2 separate regions of the Lactuca sativa genome follow, and region 1 is linked to region 2. A link is a contact called in public Hi-C data. All regions are on one chromosome and are shown on one strand. Each heading gives the region's core, a stretch centred on a gene start, on an enhancer-like site or on the middle of the called end of the contact. The rest is flanking DNA. Distances are from core to core; before and after follow the strand shown.

Evidence for each region. A called contact is a pair of places that touch in the nucleus more often than the background predicts.
Region 1: a Hi-C map of seed shows a contact between it and region 2, with 6 times the contacts expected there. The contact joins the promoter of LOC111907093 here to the promoter of LOC111907094 in region 2. A contact is called at or near these places in 2 of 4 Hi-C or Micro-C datasets (leaf and seed).

What each region holds. Positions count from the first base shown.
Region 1 is chr5:77,039,696-77,043,990 of Lsat_Salinas_v11, reverse strand. LOC111907093 (GATA transcription factor 12) reads right to left here and starts at 2,876. Exons shown (of 2, transcript XM_023902884.3): 1 at 2,230-2,876; 2 at 978-2,015. The coding sequence starts at 2,526. The coding sequence ends at 1,206.
Region 2 is chr5:76,827,498-76,831,867 of Lsat_Salinas_v11, reverse strand. It overlaps LOC111907094 (serine/threonine-protein kinase rio2), which reads right to left and starts at 1,333. Exons shown (of 15, transcript XM_023902887.3): 1 at 1,165-1,333; 2 at 1-87.

The DNA of each region.
Region 1 (4,295 bases), core at 1,627-4,126, 210 kb before region 2:
TAACTAAGAGTACCCTAAAGTCATGGTGGAGCATCTTAAAGTCATTATTATGAATTCCTTTGCATGAAAAATGGCAAGTGTTATGCAACGTCTTTAACAAGGAAATAACAAATTGATTAAAAAACAAATGTAAATTACATTTTATCGTGATTTTACAGCATCTATGGGGAACACGTTTTTCATCTTCTTTGGTTGATTTTAAAGGAAAATAAAAAAAGACAAGAAAATACAAATTAGATGGAAAACCATAACAATTAAATATGAAATTTGTGAATGGTAACGACTAACGAGTGTCGTTGTGAAATGCACATCTTTTGTCAACATTCTCTGCATATTTGCTATACTTCACCAATCCATTCTTCTTATCACTGAATTCAATGGTACCATGCCTGGTTATAAAGTATAATTTAAAATTTTGGGAATGGGGAAGTCAACATCGAATTTATATTTCCTCTTGAAGTTGGTGTAGGCACATGATCACATGAACTTAATCAATTAATTTAATTGCATATATATCTTTTTTGTTTACAACTAGTTATATATATAAAAAAATAGATTAATTAATATTATTAATTATTTTTCTGACGCACCAAGTGCTTTACAAAAGATCGAACAAGTGCACATGTGGTGATCTTGGTGCCCGTGATAACTTTTAAACTAACTACATTAACTACATCACATGTTTACCTTATTATATAATTTTTCATAAAATTGAGATATGGTATAAAATGATAGTACTTAATTAATAGTTAATACTCCATCTTTTTACGAAATATAAGATATATTTTTCACATTTAATTATAAAAGAAGGGAGAACATTAAAAGGTCTAGAGGTGTATGAGAAAAATATCAGCTTTTCAAATAATCGGAGTTCAAGTCTCAAGTCTCATAATAAACAACACGCGTACGTATAAATCTAAAAAATAATATTAATAAATTTATAAATTAACGGTTCTAAAAAATCTAAAACTGAAAAAAGTTTAACTAAATGTAAATTAATATGAAAACTTTAGTTCAAGAATATGCCAACAATTGGCAATGGAGAACATTAAAAGGTCTACACTCATCTCTCATATTTTTCTCTATTTTTCCCGGAATTAAAAGTAAAAACTACAAAATTCCAATAACTTAGAAAATAAACCATAGCAATTATGACTTTTTCTTTAATTATGGAAAAGGTCTAAATTAATTTTAAAGAACTAGATTTAGATTAGTTGCCTATAGTCGGGACCGACATGTTGGTGGATCAAGTAATCATCGTTGTTGGGTACATCAAATATCATGTTCGAATGATGAAAGAGTTGTTGTTGTTGTTGTTGTTGATGATGATGATGATGGTGTTGGTGTTGAGACTGATGTTGATGTTGACGTTGATTTTGATGCATATATTGATGTTGATGCATCTCATTCTGTCTTCTTAGCTCCATCACTTTCCGATGGGAATTTGAGTGTTTGGCAGTGACAAACGTCGGACTTGCTGCCGGACGATACTCCGGTACTAACCGCCCAGACTTAAAACGGACCCCACAAGCATTACAAAGCGTTTTGGGTCCCAAGGGTCCTGTACGCCACTGTGGGGTCTTATCAGTAGCACAGTGCAAACATTTCCTCCCGTCCCCATTATGCGACGGGTTATCGTAAACTTCCTTTCTCTTTATTCCAGCTTTCACGATCTTCTTTCTGATCGAGCTCGAGGCAATATCAGACTCAGACTCAGATGACATGGTGACGGTGGTCCCACTTGCAGTAGGAGACACTGCAAGGAGTCGTGAGGTCCAGTTGCATGGTGCAGCCCGAGACCGTTTGGTCCGAGCCTTTCCTGGGACCGCCATATCAGTGTTGAAGATCGGGTTGTTTGCCTTGCTCACGGTCTCGGGTTGGAATTGTTGGTTATTGGACGTGTAGTTGGGCCGGGTTTTGATTCCGGATATTAGTTGTAACTTTTGCAAGTCCTCACAAGAAAATGATTCCTCCACCACGTTCGATAGCCATTCCAGCTCAGCTAAATCATCGTACTGTTACAAACAGTACCTCGGATTAAAATCATAAATTAAAACAAATATCAAAATTTCATAGTTCATTTAATTGATAAGTAATGTCCTTTAATGCATGACATGCAGATATGATGAGGGGTGGTACGGTACAACTCAAAGATGCATTAAATTTGTTTCAGCGAATCACAAGGAAAAAGTAATAGTAATAAATAAAAGAAATGAATGAATGAATTACCGGGACACAAAGGTCACTGGTGAACGGAGCATCGGTAAAGCTCCGGCGAGGGACATCTCCGGGAGAGTTATGTTCGGCGCCACCACAGAGAGGGGAGTTACAAGTGTCAACGATGGTGGAGGAATCCGTGGAGGCGCCGGAGACAATGTTTTCTGCAACCGCAGGTACCATTTCGTCGGCGGGGAAATTGAGGAGGTCATCGATGAGAAAATTTTCGGTTTTGAGTTTCTCCGGCGAGAATTGCTGGGGGTGATTGGGAGATGATTCATGAACGAATTCAGTGTTTTCCATATTCATTGTGTTTGAGGAATCGAACAATGGTAATGTAATTGGGGGGATTTTCTGGAAATGTAACGTAGAAAAAGGAGATGTTAGTGAGAGAGAGAGAGAAAGAGAGAGTGTAAGAGTGTGAGAAACGTAGAGAGGAGAGACTTTAATTGCGTTTGAAGGGGACAGCCGGACCGCTACAAAAATGGAGGACTAATTTGACGAAGACAAAAATATTAATATAAATATAAATAATTAATTATATAAATTTGAAAAATAAAAAGTAAATTTTATGATAAATCTATTATATTGCAGGTTTTTAAGAATACGAGAAGAGCTATATGATTTTTGTAAGTAATAAAACTCAACAAGTAAATATATAGTACTATATATTATAAAAAGCGTTATGAGATAATGAACTTTAGTAACAAAATAGTCGTATATGGTGGTGCCCGGTAAAGAGGAGGCGTATGGTGGAAGACTATGGAAAAGGAATAATCCCGTTGCTTCATAACAAGGTCATGTTTTGCAGACCCTTTTAAGACCATACCTTCATCATCTTCTTCATCTTCAAGATATATTTTTTTTTCTTATTTTAATCTCTCTCTCTCTCTCTCTCTCTCTCTCTCTATATATATATATATATATATATATATATATATATATATATATATATATATATATATATATATATATATATATATATATATAGGGAAGGATTATTTGAAAAACAAAAAAACCCTAAAAATCATAAAAATACATAAAAAAAAAAAATACATACAGATCACAAAACTTTTTTTTGAATTTTTTTTTGTGAAAAAATCGCAGGCTTTTAAAGAAATTCGCTGAAAATTTAAAAAAAAAAATTTCAACGAATTTCTTTAAAAACCTGCGATTTTTTCATAAATTTTTTTTGTGATCTATAGGTATTTTTTTATGTATTTGTATGATTTTTAGGGTTTTTTTTGTTTTCTATAAAACCTATATATATATATATATATATATATATATATATATATATATATATATATTACAAATTACATCAAATTATTAAATCATACAATCCATGTATGTAAACAATTTTCACCCATTTTAATAACTTGCTTTATTTATTGATTTACTATTTTGATAATGTATGAATGTGATGTTATGTTATATAGTATAAATACTTATTAAATGTAAAGAAAAAATCACACCATCTTGAATATAATGTTTAAGAATCCTTTCAAATCTCTTTTTATTTATAATGTTTTAGTTTAGTTTTGTTAATTTTACTTTTAATTACGTCAACTTTATAACATGTTATCAGTACGAAAGATCTAATCAAGTAGGAAATCACATCTATTATACTCAAGGTATGTATTACTTAATAAAAAATATTTATTATAAAACAAGCATTATATTAAAAATAATAACGCATTATAAAAAGTTATTTGTTATTAACGACTAATGATATTTATATATTTTGTCAACCATTATTTATGTATTCTAACTTTTATTTATGCATTTACATTATACAACTAATTTTTATTTACAATGGCTATATTTTCTATTATAAATAACATTACTGTCATATTTCTTTCTATAAAAAAATGAGTAAATTGTCCTACTTTTCAAGGTTATAATGATTCATCTAGTTGTGATTTTTGCAACTATAATGACTATAAGACTTGACTTCCTAATTTTAAATCTCACACAAATATATTTTACCTTGATCATATTTCATCATTTTTAGTCTTATATGAGATGATTCTTTTCGCGCTTCTATTTTGTACAATACATATTGAAATAAATGGATT
Region 2 (4,370 bases), core at 84-2,583:
AAATTAATCATTATCTACTTCTCAAATTGATTATCACTGTGGTACTCTTGTATAGCTTGGAGAAACAATCTTCAGTTCATTATAAAGCTTCAAACAACATCACATATACAAATTATGCAAGAGGACTCAGAAACTCTTCTTCGAGTATACACACACACCATGTAGAATTAATATCACAAAAAGTTATATATATATATATATATATATATATATATATATATATATATATATATATATATATAAGCACATGACACAAAAGGGTTACATAACATTTATCATTTACCAATTAACCCCTCAACTGCATATAACAGATTAACAGATTACAAATTACCAAACTCAACTCCTTCACAGTAGGGCACTAGCAATGTCATTAACTCATCATAGCAGTGTAATTCCAGAAGTCAACATAGAACCAAGTGAATCACACATTCAAGAAGCAAGCACTAAATAACTCAAGAAGCTATGCATTCACAGCAATAACAAATTTAGTAGCAACTGGAAAAGTCGACAAGCAAGCAATAGAGAAGAAATAGAGAACCAAAAGTCAAGAAGCAGGCAATCAAAAAATCAGTATCCGATAAGCACTTTTAACTTATAGCTTATTAGCTTATAGCGGTGTCCAGATGGAGTTTTCAAAATGCCAGAAGCTGATAAGCATTTTTTAGTTATTGGCAAAAAAAACTGTTTATATGTGTTAAATGACCAAAAAGGGCTTCCTTTTACATATAAGAATCATAAGAACATCATTCAAAAACACTAGGAGGAAATCAGGTGCATCTATTGCTCATTCCCAAGTTAACAACATCAAATTTCAAAAGTTAAACATTAAAACTTATATATTAGAATTGATATGTGAAAACATGTGTATTAATAGAGTACTGTCGCTCTCAGGCATTTGATCAAACAGATTGCCTGCAAACACATTCCTTTTTTTACAAAACACTGTACACATCAGGCTTCATACATTTGAACAGCAAACACAATTAGCAAATTAGAATTCCAGAGAACTTGAACTTGCCGATTGATATTAAAAAAAAACTACAGAAATTTCGTATGTGAACAAGGAAATCACATGAAAAGAAACAGGTTTAATAAAAAGAAATCGACCACCAACATCAATTGCGAAGTTCAAAGAAAGCAGAAAAGAAGGAAGAAAAATGGAACCTGGGCTTAGGTGCGACGGAGTTGTGGCTATCGAAGGTCTCCGGCCAGTGACTTCACAGGGGAGGCGATGACGAGCGGGGAGAATTGACGTGAGGAGCAATAGCGAGAGGCGATGCTGTTTGTAATCGTAAGTAGTGAGTAAGGTTTTATTAGGGTTTGGGGCATATCGGTGGATTCTCAAATCAATAGGAATAAATAGTTTTTGATAAGTTGGGTAATAATTTAAATAAATAAAAATATTATAAAATAAAATAAAATTGTAGTGTGGTTTGGCTTGGAATCCATTGGAATTACAACGGATTGGAATCTAATCTGATGATTTTTTTTTTTTATTCAAGCTTTCAAAAGGAATTGGATTCTAAGTCAAATTTTTCTTCCAACGAGAGAAAATAAATTACATCCAAAAACTTAAGGAATTAAAATTCCTTTCAAGTGAAATTGTTGAATATTACCATATTACCCATTTTACTATTAACACTACATATGAAACCCTTATGTCGCCACCACCATCTTCAATTCCTGGCAGATTTCACTTCATTAACAGATTCTAATTCCTTCAAAAACATTTTGCAAACCAAACGTCACCCGACTTGTATAGAAGAGTTATAAATCATTTTTTTTTAATAATTCGTATTAAAATATTAATTTTAGCTTATATCAATGTGAAATCGATAATAAATTAAAAAGGTCCTTAAATAAGCTTAGTCAAACACCCTCTTAATTTGACAGTGGGAGTCGATCGACCAGGAGGAGAATGACGTCTCGTCAAGAAAAAAAAAACGTTGAATCTTGTCTTCAAGTTCATATTCAATCGGGTGTAAAAAAAGATTTTTAGGCTAAGAATAGTTGGTTAATCCAATAGAAATAATTTGTTTTTTCATAATTAAGTAACTAAGACCCAAAAACAAGTTAAGGTCAAATAGCGCTAAAAAATGGGATATCGGATTCAAAATAATGGTCAATCTCGGTGATATTTTGTGGCTCTGCTAATTGGGAACGTTATTCCAAACTGCTTGTAACATCCCAAATTTCAGAAGTTTGAGTTAAGGGCTAAAAGTGTAAATTGAAGAAGGGACTCGACGAGTAGGTATACTCACTCGCCAAGTCGGAGCGGGTTTTGGATCGCGAATTAAGTGACCAACTCGCCGAGTCGAAAGCTGGACTCGACGAGTTGGTGCTAGAATGAGAAAAACCATAATCTCGCGGGTTGCACCCTATTTAAAGGATTTTATGTCCTTCTCTCAGCCTCCTTATTACCCTTGAGAACCAGAAAACCCTAAGCTCGTGTGTGAGGCCTTTGGAGGAAGATTGAAGCTTTGGAAGTTGTTTCTAGTGGAAGAAACTTGAAGATCAAAAGGGCTTGCATCAAGAGAGTGGCGTGGATCCAGAATCTACTTCAGTTTGGGCATATCTTGGAGGTAATAAGTTGTTACCTTCCCTCTTTTGCATCTAGATCTATTCATGGATGAGTTTTGGGGCCATTTTTGGTATGATTGAGATCTATTCCGAGTTTGGGGCTTAGATCTGAGGTTGCTACTTCATATCTAGGGTTGTGATGGTCCAGAATGTCTTAAAGCAGCAGTCAATGAGTTACTGGTGAAGCCCCTTTGTCTTAAACCCAAGCCCTAGAGTGTTTTGGGCCTTTAGCTCCTTGGTTCCACGTAAAGTTTGCAACTTTACGTGGGGGTTAGACTTTAGAAGAGTGGATATATGGATTGGAGCCCTTGCATGGCCCGAAAGGCCACTATATGGATTGAGAGCCGAAGAGACTCGACGAGTCACATGGGTGTACCCGGGGAGTTGTATGATCATGAGCATGGACTCGACGAGTTGGAAGAACAACTCGGCGAGTCTGTTGAAGATTGCCTTGGACTCGACGAGTTTGTTCTTGGACTCGGCAAGTCTGGTCGTAGAACCTCAACCTTTTCTGGTTAAGACGCGGATCAGTGAGTTGGGTGGTGACTCGGTGAGTTCGACAGGATGGGACTCAGAGATCGTTGAACTCGACGAGTCTTGGGGTGACTCGGCGAGTTGAGTCGTATTTTGAGAGTTTCTGAGTTAATAACTCGGCGAGTCTACGGGTTGACTCGACGATTAGATTCAATCAGGAAGATTGACTTTGACCAGGACTTTGACTTTGACCATGGTTGACTCAGTTTGACTTCTAGAGTTCAGTTTGGGACTAAGTGTTATTGGTATTGGTTGCTCAGGGAGCTAGAGGAGCAGCATTTCGGAGAGTTGTCGGTTAGCAGCCAGAGGGTTATCGGCCGAGTTCAGCAGTTCACGTGAGTTTCCTTCCAGTAGGAACGAGTCTATGGCCACAATGTCGGCTCGTTTAGTTAGCAGTAGTTTCGGACCTCAGCCCGATGCAGTAGTTAGATTACTTGATGTCTTTGTGATTCAAGCATGTTTTGTGTTATGTGTTCCGGACCCTGGTCTGATGCAGTATGCAGTATATATGTTTATGCTAGTTGATATGTTTATGTTATGTTGTGTTCAGTCAATTCCGGACTTCGGTCCGATGCAGTTAGTTCCGGACTTCGGTCCGATGCAGGGGACAAGGTCCCAGTTAGTCCGGGCTTCGGCCCAATGCAGTTTCCGGACTTTGGTCCGATGCAGGGGGCAAGGCCCCAGTTAGTCCGGGCTTCGGCCCGATGCAGTTTCCGGACTTCGGTCCGATGCAGGGGCAAGGCCCCAGTTAGTCCGGGCTTCGGTCCGATGCAGTTTCTGGACTTCGGTCCGATGCAGGGGGCAAGGCCCCAGTTAGTCTGGGCTTCGGCCCGATGTAGTTTCCGGATTTCGGTCCGATGCAGGGGGCAAGGCCCCAGTTAGTCCGGACTCCGGTCCGATGCAGTTATTCGGACTTCGGTCCGATGCAGGGGGCAAGTCCCCAGTTAGTCTGTACTTTGGTCTGATGCAGGGGGAAAGGCCCAATATGTGCTTTATATGTTATTGTAAGGTATGTGGTAGATTGGGGGAGCTCACTAAGCTTTGTGCTTACAGTTTTCAGTTTTGGTTTCAGGTACTCGGTTTTCAAAAGAGGAGCTCGGGAAGATTGTAGTGCACACACCATTTGTTCAGCCTGGGATGTTTATACTCTGATAGATTTGACAGTTGTTATAATATTTTGAGATACATGTTTCATGAGATATTATATGACATTTATATATTATGGTTAGTATGTTTTAAAAAAAAAAGAATTTTTG